2 separate regions of the Mus musculus genome follow, and region 2 is linked to region 1. The links are chromatin contacts, called in public HiChIP or PLAC-seq maps. All regions are on one chromosome and are shown on one strand. Each heading gives the region's core, a stretch centred on a gene start, on an enhancer-like site or on the middle of the called end of the contact. The rest is flanking DNA. Distances are from core to core; before and after follow the strand shown. Region 1 overlaps Nxn (nucleoredoxin). Region 2 overlaps Abr (active BCR-related gene).

Region 1 (5,343 bases), core at 1,729-4,228:
TGCTATCCTGAAAGTCCCCTATACCCTCCCCCTGCCCTGCTCCCCTACCCACCCACTCCCACTTCTTGGCCCTGGCATTCCCCCGTACTGAGGCATATAAAGTTTGCAAGACCAAGGGGCCTCTCTTCCCAATGATGGCCGACTAGGCCATCTTCTGCTACATATGCAGCTAGAGATACGAGCTCTAGGAGTACTGGTTAGTTCATATTGTTGTTCCACCTATAGGGTTGCAGACCCCTTCAGCTCCTTGAGTACTTTCTTTAGCTCCTCCAGGGTGTTAGAAACTTAAGCAAGTACTTTTAGCCACTGAACCATCTCCCTATCCCAACCCCATAGTATTTTTTTGAGGGGTGGGTTTAAAAACAAAAAATAAATAACTAACAATGACAGCCAAAAGAAAGTGACAATATCAGGGTCCAGGCAACCTGGGCTCTAAATGCTCGCCCCTTCCTCCTTGGGTCTCAGGAGGATAGCAGGTCATAGCTAGTGTTTCCATTGATTGCTGGATCTTTGTTTCCTAGGACAGGCCTACTGGCTTAGGAGGAAACGGTTGTTGCTTCTGTGCTTATAAGGGACACTGAAAAGCTGGTCCTTTTATAGACTAACACATCATGGTCTAATTTCATGACAATGATTTCTTAGGAACTTATTCATCAGTGAGCTCTGTCTGTGGCTTGCACATTTCTCAGGCTGGAGATCAGAGTCCTCAGCTTGGAAACAGTGAGGAAGACCCAGACACAGACATTCTGACCTTTTCTTTTTTTAATTTTAAAGTTTTTATTTACTTTTATGTGTACGGGTGTTTTTCTTGCATGCATGTCTGTACACCGCATGTATGCCCAATTCCCCTTGGAGGCCAGAAGAGGGTGTCAGCTCCCTGGGAACTGAAGTTCCAGAATAGTGTGTGTTGCTGTGTGGGTGCTGGGAATCAAACCCAGGTTCTCTAGAAGAGCAGTCAGTGCTCTTAACTGTGAGCCATCTCTCTAGCTGTTCTCCTCTTTAAAAACTTTTTTCATGCATATATGCACAACTGTGTGAGTGTACGATACTGTGTGCAGGCCCATAGAGGCCTAAAGAGGGCGTCAGATGCCCTAGAGCTGGAGTACAGTTGGTTAGGTCTCCTGATGTGGGTGCTGGGAGCCACACCCAGGTCCTCTGAAGAGAGGATACCCTCTTAACCAATGTGCCACCTCTCCAGTGCCTTGCCCCTATACCTGAGTCAGATCTTGTTACCTGAACCAGAAAGGTGGCCTTCAGATTGAAGCGGCCGTCTTTGCCTGTGCCGAGAGCCTCTATCACACAGAATGGCTATGTGAAGTGCTTCAAGAATGACTCACTCGGCCTTAAAGCCTGCGAAGTCTCCCAGAGGCCCCTGAAAACAGGCCTCTTAACCATTTGAGGGATACAGAGGCATTCCTGCCACAGAAATGTACATATACAGAAAGTCTGTGTGTAATGGAGCTCATGAACCCTGAGGCCCACTAGTGGGCTCTGCAGGACTACAGTATGCGTGGGTCCCAGATAAAGACCCTTTGTCCCAAGAGTTCATGGTATACCAATCTTGACTTTGACTCAAAAGGAAAAGCTGTGACACCTACCACCTCTCTGTCTGTCGTTCAAAATGTCCAACATCGGCCTAGAACCTAAGACACAGCACAGGAAGGGTGGGCCAAGGTCCTGGTGCCAGCATCCAGAGTCCTTTCCAGGTTGATGAATGTCTACAGTGACCAGATCATCCTTCGTGTTAGTGGTGGTGGTAATGTCTAGATAACTCAGTGCTGTGAGCTAAGTGCACTTTTAAAAAGGCACCCCCAGCAGCAGTAGTGGTGCACATCTTCTACATTCAGGATGTAGAAGCAGGTGGATCTGTGAGTTAGAGTCCAGCCTTTGTCTACACAGAGTTCTAGGACAGCCAGGGCTACATAGAGAGACCCTGTCTCCAAATCCACCCCGCCCCCAAAGTGAGCTCTTATTCTTCTCAGTATTACAGTGAGATTTCAGGGCTGGGGGTACTGAGGACTGAACTGAAGACCCCATGTATTCCAGGCGAGCGCTCTCTACCACTGAACCCCAACCCCCACATCTAATCATTAGCATGCCATCATCATCTAAGAGATTCATCTGGGAAGAAACACATCAGCATGGAAAGAAAACAGGTCACCAAGTGGCCGGGCTGTCATCTTGGCCCTGAACCTGACTAGACTTCCGTGGACAGGTCACTCGGAGCACATAATACCCACTGCAGGGTGTTTCGGCCCAAGGAAGGCATCACATGTGGAAACACTTGGGTTTTCAAAGCCACGTCCACGCGGGACGCTTCACTAATGCTGGGACCCCGTTTATGATTACATCCCCTTGTCTTGTCAGCGCCCGCTTCAAAGACCCTTTCCGTGTCAGCTTTGTTTTACAGTTAATCAATCAGCTTCACAGTTAGCAAGCTGTAAATGAGATGACTTACGGAAGGGGGTTCCTTCTGGACGCAGTTACTTTGTTATAGGCATCTTATGCAACACTAGACATTTGGAAGCCCTGTTTTATGTCGCCTGTTTGCGGTTGCCTCGTAACTCCTTACCCTTACTTTCGGATCTTCTGATTGTGTGTGTGTGTGTGTGTGTGTATATGTGTGTGTGTGTGTGTGTGTGTGTATGTATGTATATATGTATATACGTATGTATATATATTTGCACACAATGTTTTTAAAACTCATATATATACACATATACACATACATACATATATATATATTTTTTTAAACAGTGGTATTATAAGCTGGGACTACAGGCCTGTGGCGTGTGTCCTCACACCCTGCTGTAATGCTTTTCTGCTTTTGCCTCTGTGGGTTTTGCTAAGAGAACCCTGACACCACATCTGACTCTGGAAGGAATTCCTCCTTGGTTTCCTGCCTCTGGCTGAATGACTAAAAGCTCGGAAACTCAGCACAGCCAGCCTCAGGCGGGCGTGGGAGGGAGGTGCTGCTGAGTCAGGCCCTTCCCATCCAGCTGCCTTTGAACCCCAAGCCTGGATGGAGGGTGAGAGCTCATAGTCCACTGGATTCGGGAGATTTTTCTTGAAATGGTCAATGGCAAAAGTTAGCGTTTTAATCTTGTAAGGTGCTGCTGGGGTCAAACCTGGGCTTTGATGTGCCAGGCACCAGTGCCCCTGAACTACATCCCAGTGCAGCCTATGCATTTTTAAAAAGGGTCACATACACAGCCACTGCTGCGGTTGGAAAGTGCAAAGGTCTTTCATGCCCACATCTGCCCTCTCTCCAGTGACCATCCTGGCAAAGAGCCACCCAAGGTTAATTCTGTCAGCACCTGTCACTCACAGGACCTCTGTCTTCCAGCTTCCTAAAGGCCAGGTGACTGCAATAGAGTGTCACAGCAGACCCCTAACACTCAGAGATCTAAATGTTAAAATATGAATGATTAGGACTGGGGAGAGGCTCACTAGGTAAACAGTGCTTACTGTGATGGGATTCCCCCAGCACCAGCTGGAGTAGATGCAGCTATAGTTTCAACATGGCGGGGCCACAGAGGATCACTGGGTCTCAATGGCCAGCATAGTCAAAACAAAACAAAACAAAAACCAAAAAACAGCAGGACATCTTATGTCCTTTTCTGTTCTACCTACATACCTACCCACCTGCCTGCATGCATGCATGCACATACATGTACACACACATATGTGTGCATGAGTAGTCATATAGGGGCCCATGCAACCCCTCTCCTCTCACGAATATATACACCACCTGTAGACTTGATCTTTACCCACCCACAAATAAACAAATATTGATGGTTTGACAAAGTTAGAAGCAAGGCAAATTAGGAAAGAAACAAAGAGGCAACATTAGCTCAACTTGGCAGAAATCACAAGGGATGACTAAACAGGCTATCCGGTTTCTAGAAAATTCCTGCCATGGGCCTGATGGCAGGTTCTGATTCCATGGTTGCGGTTGGAACTATCAACCCAGAGATGTTGGCCAGAAAACCTCTGATAGTGAGCCATGAGGCAACGCTATCACAGGGGGCAGGCCTGGAACTTGTGAGCTATACGGATGCAGACAGCAGAGACTATCTAAACCACTCACTCCATCAGCCAGCACCACAGACGATGCTGGGAAACACAATGTGGTGATTTCTGAGAAAGCTCAGCTCCTGAGTGTGACCCCCCCCCCCCCCCAGAGCTACTCCCAGGCTAAGAACTGCCCCTGCCTGCGATTGACAAAGGGGCTAAGCTTTTATTTCTCAACAGCTGCTGCAAATCTGTGGGATGAAGCCAAAGCTGACCCAGATGTAGGATGAATCAGCAAACTACGTGGTCAGGTCAGCCAGAGCCTTCTCAGCCAAACGCCCCCTGCCCTTCCACCCAGTGCTGACTATAGTTACAAACCACCTTTTCTGTGCGAGGCGCTCAAAAACACACCCTTGAGTGGGTCCCACCTTCCTAAACTAACACAGCCCACACCGTTGCAGAGAGCCAGAGGTAAAACTCCCCTTCCCCCACCTCCCAACATACCTTACAGGATCTCGGGCTAGACTGCCTGTGTCAGCCACTCAGTGACCTCAAGCAAGAGAGAGCTAACCTTTTCCTGAGCTCCTCCATCTGTAAAATGGGGTAACAGGTCCTACAGTCATGGACTGGTGAAGAAAAGATGAGTTGCTCCCAGTGCTTAGACTAAGGCCTGACCCAGGTGAGCGGATGTGCAATAGACCAGTCTCAGTGTTGTCACGCCAGCTCCACCCCCACCTTCCAGCTGCTCCTGGAGGCTTTGTTCTAGTCCCAGAGGTCACCCCAGACGTTTGATCCCCTTGCTCGACTTCCAGGATGTGATCTAGATTGAGGTGGAGCTGCTGGCCAAGGGCAGTGCTCAGTGTGTCGCGTATTCCGTGAAAGCTGCGTGAACTGACTGATGGGGGAATGGAATGTGGGGATGGAGGTCAGTTAGACCGGGGACCTGACTAAGCAATCAAGTCAGGCTCTTTAACACATAAATGATCTGCTTCGAATGCCAGTGTGATCGGGGCTCTTCTCCCTTTCTCTAATAATGCCCTGCCCCCTTCTCATCCCTCCTTTTACTGGAGTCAGCACAGAGAACAAAGTAGCGCGTGGGTTGGGTCAAGATGGTCAGATCCATCACTAGCTTATGAGAATGCAGCAGCCTCCCACCATGCAATTACAACACAGGATTTGGAGGCGGGGGTGGGGGTGGGGTCAGGGTCACATCCAAGCTGATCAAGAACTCTCTATGTAACCCAGGCTAGCTTTGAGTTTGAGATCTTCCTGTTCCTGTCCTAGTCTTCTAGTCTTCTGAGTATATAATAGGACTCTGTGGGGCTTAGA
Region 2 (5,275 bases), core at 279-2,778, 140 kb after region 1:
CTGGCTAGCCTCTACCTCGTGTACACACACACACACACACACACACACACACACACACACACACACACACACACGGGCCCAGTTCCCAGGATGGAAAACCTAATGCATTTTTTCCCTTCCCATTCCTCCTCAGCATGTCCTCTCACAATGTTCACCAAACTAGTTGGTTGGGACTTTGGTCCTGGCCAAACCAGAGGGAGGGACATTGTCTCAAGATGAGAAAAACAAGACTCCAGCGCCAGCTGTGACTAGGTCCCCACTGGCGCCCTCCAGAGCCTGGCCTGCCTGAACCACAGCCAGCACCCAGATGAGGGGATGAGCTCAGAGGCGCTGGCCCATGGTAGCAAGTGGATTTAAGGAATACCAAGTGACCTCCTTCCAACTGGTGTCTGTAATTAGTCCTGGGCTAAAAAGTAAGTGATGAGGACAGGCTGGTACTAAGTTCAGTACTAAATAGTGATGTCAGCTTAACAGCTCTGGTTTGCCCTGACCATAGGAGGGGCAAGGGAAGGTGAGAAGGGCCTTAGTTTAGGACTTGTGGGCATTAAGTACAATTTTACAGCTAAGCCAAGCAAGTCCCTGCTGGGCTTAGGGTCTCAGTTTCCCTGTTTCATAATGTATGGGCCAAGACCAGTAGGCTTCAAATTCTTAACTGACTCATAATGAACACATCAGATGATGTAACAACCCAGGACACATGGACAGGTAATGGAATAAAGCAATCTTTTTGCCTGGAGCTCACCCTTCTGCTACCCTTTCTATTTCACTTAAAAAATGCTGCACTGGGCTAGCAGGACGGCTCAGTGGCTAAAGGCCCTTACTGCCAATTCTGACACCCTGAGTCCAGCCCTCAGAAGCTACATAATAGAGTCGACTTCTACAATCTCCACATGCGAACCACACATGCATACACGCATGCACACAATAAATAAATGTAAACAGAACAAAAAGTTGTACTAACTAAATAAATGGCTGCTTTTGGGGCCCACAGATTAAACCCACCTGAGGCCCTTTGGTTCACCCCACCATTCTACGAGAGTCTCCTTATGTTTCCCAAGCTAGTTCTTGATTGTTCAAGCAATCCCCCTGCTTCAGCATCTTGACCACAGGCATGTGCTATGGTACCATGGCCAATTATTTTATACTGCAATTAGGAGCCAGTTTCCCAACAACCAATTGTGAGCTCAGGACAGGGAGAAACAAGCGCTCAGCCTGCTGCGGGTGGCCTAGCACAGGCCAGGACCCAGGAGGTGGAGCTGAGACGATCGGTCTGGTGGGACAGGACAGGAAGCTGCTCTGGGCTGGGCCCTGCCTCTCCTCCTTACCTTTTCAAGTGTTCCAGCAGGAAAAGGAAGGTGATGAGGTTGGGGTCAGGCAGGGAGCGGAGTAGGTGCATCATGCAGTTCTCCTTGGCAGCAGGGTCTGACAGGGCTGCAGGAGGAGAAAGGGCTAGGGCAGGGCCTGCCTGGAAGGCCAGAAGCCTGGACCACAGAGAGAAGGCCTGACCTGTGTGTGGCCTGTCAACAGTGGGTTTCCCTAGGATGCCCAACCATGACTCATAACGTGGCTAGAAGGTAGGCTGAGGGAGCAGCCTCTCCCTTCCCTTCTCACTGACCATTACCCCGGTTCACCCAACCCAAACTCCATGCTAGTTTAATCCACTAGTCACAAGTTATTACTAGGGGTGGGGATGTTCTCTGTCAAACAGCTCTGAAGCTGGCCTATACTGAACAGCCTCCCCTAGGCTTCACATTCTCTACAGGGTCTCAAGTCTTATCTGCCTCAGGAGAAGAAGGGAGCACTGTGCCAGGCCTGGAAGTGGCCCTTGTAGGTGGTCACAGGAGCTCCACTGGCAAGTACCTAGGCAATGAGGAGAGCCACTCCGTGGGGCTCAGAACAGCTGTCCCCAGTAAACTACAGCTTTAACCAGCTTCTTCCCTAGCTCTAGGCCCTGCCAGCTCAGGGCCTTCTTCCATAAATGCCTGTGTCTCCAGGATCAGTGTGTAAGGGGGAGTCACAAAAGGGACACATGGACAGCGGGACAGGTAAAAGGGCCCAGCCTCAGCAGGCTGCACTTCATTCTCAGGTCCTTCAGTCACAAGAACAAGACTGCTCTGGACAAGCCACTGGCAGGAATGCCTGGGGCATTTCCTCCTGCTTTTCATGTTACCAGTCTAGGAGACTCAGCCCAACCAACCCTCAAGACTGCAGAAGCCTCACCAATGCCCTCCATGAAGGCTGGATAAAGTCTATCTGTAAGGAGGGGCTCAGGCAGCTCCCGAAAGTATAGCTTGAGGGTCCCAGCGATGGCGTTGATGTCCATGTCGCTCAGCATCAGTAGGATGTCCTTGTTATCTGTACAGGAGGGGGCAAGGTCAGAGGCTACACTCACCTCCGAGACATCTCAGGGGCAGCCCTAAGTACTGTTTCCGTCCCTCATATCTGTCCCTCGAACCTCTACGCACTGCACTCCTTTACTGCCTCCCCTTAGGAAGGTAGGGTATACATGGTGCCCACAAGCTCTACCATATGTCAATGCAGATGCTATCTGTGGGCAAGGGCATCAAGGGACAGGTTAGAGTCTATCTGCTGTGACTTCTCAGAAGAAAGGAGGGACATAATGAGTTGCTCAGAGTACCAGAGTGATACCCACCCCACATAGCACACACCTAATTACGTGGTCTAGGGAGCCATATATCATCATGTTCCCAGCCCCTAGCCTACCCTCACCCTACGTGGACTCATCATGGCTGCCTGCCTAGCTCAAGCATCCTGAACGCTGGATATAATACCAGTGCCTTAGCCCGACCCAGCCTGATAGAAGAGGGGAAACTGAGGGCCAGGACCCGCCACAGAAGAGACCTGCCACATGGTAACAGGGCCCGAAGACAGCAGGGAGGAAGAAGTCTGAGCCAGCAATGTATACTATGGAGTCAAAAGGTCTCAATTTAAGTTCAGGAACAGAAACGTGCAAGTTGGGTAACCCAGAACGAGTGACCTGACCTCTCTGAATGCCATCCTCATTGTAGCAGTGGTTAAGAAACATGAGGGAGACCTAAGTGACAAGACCCAGGACATGTAACTTGTCAGGGGACTCAGAAACAGCCTCCTTCGTGCCACAACAAATTACAGGGCACTGGCCAAGGCTTCTCCCTCTCCACCAGCTGCTCAGGTACCACCCATACCCGCTGGGCCTCTCTACTCACTGGCATCAAAGACAGCCTTCAGGGCCTGGATGTCCGTGGCCACCCCTGATATCCTGTAGATGCCAACCTCCTCAATGCCCCTCTTCTCCACCTCTTCTATGCATTGCCGGACGATGTAGGGCACCTTGGAGCGCTCCCGCCTGCAGGACACGGGTGCAGAGGAGATGGAGGGAGCTTCTCACACTGGCTGCGCCCTCTAGCTCCTCCACAGCATATCTCAATCTTGGTCAGCTTTAGCCCCTTGGGGTCAGGAGTCAAGGCAAGGAAGGCCCGGGGAAGAGGCTATCCCGTTCCTTAGAGCCTGCTTGCTGAGGTACAGCAAAGGTGGGAGAACGAACACCCCATTGGGTTGAAGTGCTTGAGTAGGGGGTAGCTCAGTGGCAAAGCACTTCTGTAACAACTCAGAGACCCCAGGTCCAAGCCCTGGCAATGCAATAAATAAAAATGCTCACAACAAACAAACAAAAAAATGCTCACACGGAGGCTAAGCAGCACGACCAGGGTAGGTCAGGACCTGGGAACAAAGCGCTCAAAGGGGCAGGGTGACCTAAAAGGGTGTGGGCCTTTCCCAGCTGGCCACTCTCTGACTCCAGTTTACTGCTGCCAAGCCCAAACATGGGTCCACAGTCACTGTCACTTCTTGTTTACTGCAGAAAACAGACACTCTAGCTCCCCACCCCCCTCCCCGCAGACTGTCCACCATTTCCATGTTGGACTGCTTATTTCTAAAGTATCCTGGGAGCTATTCCTGGCCTCCAAACAGGCTGCCTGTGGTACTGACTGATTAAGCTGCTGGCATGGGCAGAGGGCAGGGGCTGGGAGGTGGGAGGTGGCTGGCACCTAGGTACTGAAGCTACTTGGTCTCCAAGACAGCACCTACTTGGTCACCACGCTGATCTTCACTCCAAAGACGCCTGTCTGCTTTTTGGATGGGGTCCTCTTCAGGCTCATGTCACGGCTGGTAAATTTCATGGAGAATTCCACTTTGATCTGGTCAAGGGGGTTGAGTAGGTACAAATCCCCCAGGGAATGAGTATCACCGAACACAGGGCCTCTCTCTCCCCAAGACCACAAGCAAGGCTACCCCGAGCTGGCAGGGCTCCATGCGCCTACAGCTGGGATGGGGAGGGATGTGGCCAAAGAGAGGAGAATACTGGTCTGAGGGAGGCGCAGGCAGCCTAGCACCCAGGGGAGGGTGGCAGGAGGGATGGCATGTGGTTCAGATGTCCTTACCCCATTCATTTCAATCACGTCCGTATGCCAGTTCTTGCTTTCTACTGTCTGTGGATCCAGCTGCAGAGACAGAGAGGTGGGGACGTGAGGGGAGGAGAGAAGGCAGGTCAGAGGCCAGCTTCTCCTGTTGATCAGCAGTTGTTTACAGGAAAGGTAAAGAGTCAGAAAGGCAGAGGCCTAGATGCTCCTCCCGAAATCACCCTGGGAGAAAGTAGCTTCAGCCACAGTCCCCATCCCCTAGGGAAGGACCTCTGATCCCTGAAGAGAAGGGACACCTGCAATGAGACTCTGACCACCACACAGTCAGATGGGCCCTGTTGCCTAATTTCACAGACGCAACAACTGCACACAAGTGAGCACCATGCACTCGGAGCGGGGGCACACCAGGGCTTTCCGATTTCCTTGAGGGCCTCTAGCCCTTGGCACCTACTAGACAGAGGAAGAATAAGGCACTCAAACCATGCTGTACCCACATCACCAATGGACCTCAGCCGGCCCCCAAACCCAGAACGTTTAAAAATCAACATCTCAACATTTCTATGGCAAGTTTAAGTAGCTGCAAAGATCAGTTCCAGAATAATGTAAATATTGACATCGTGAAGTGGTGACATCATTCTTTAAGTATATGCAGTGGAAGCTAATTACCATAGTGATTCAACACCCACCATCATCCACTTAAACACAAGAATGAGCTCATCTTTTGAAGATGACAAGGCCCATCTGACAATGTGGTAGTGAGCACAGAGCGATGGGCACAGTGTCTCACAGAAGGTGCCTCTCTCCTCGATCAGAGCTGACTTAACTCCCCCTCGCCACCTTGATCCTCAGCAAGTCTC

The links. HiChIP or PLAC-seq counts read pairs in DNA pulled down with a chosen protein or histone mark.
Region 2: a contact with region 1 is called in an HNF4G HiChIP or PLAC-seq map of pancreatic cancer cells. The contact joins two enhancer-like sites. A contact is called at or near these places in 2 of 115 datasets of contacts at active chromatin or transcription factors (embryonic stem cells and pancreatic cancer cells) and 3 of 9 other capture datasets (adipose tissue, liver and pancreatic islet).

What each region holds. Positions count from the first base shown.
Region 1 is chr11:76,282,688-76,288,030 of GRCm38.p6, forward strand. All of the region lies in intron 1 of Nxn (nucleoredoxin), which reads right to left. Among named protein-coding and RNA genes, the nearest start is that of Mrm3, 42 kb to the left of the region's middle. Within about 2 kb of position 2,979, at least 81 of the 459 cell types and tissues checked have an H3K27ac peak or open chromatin away from gene starts, as enhancers often do. A contact at or near this core is called in pancreatic cancer cells, where this site is marked.
Region 2 is chr11:76,420,828-76,426,102 of GRCm38.p6, forward strand. It overlaps Abr (active BCR-related gene), which reads right to left. Exons shown (of 23, transcript NM_198895.2): 17 at 4,440-4,499; 18 at 4,087-4,196; 19 at 3,207-3,346; 20 at 2,221-2,355; 21 at 1,326-1,431. Among named protein-coding and RNA genes, the nearest start is that of Timm22, 16 kb to the left of the region's middle. Within about 2 kb of position 1,529, at least 14 of the 459 cell types and tissues checked have an H3K27ac peak or open chromatin away from gene starts, as enhancers often do. A contact at or near this core is called in pancreatic cancer cells, where this site is marked.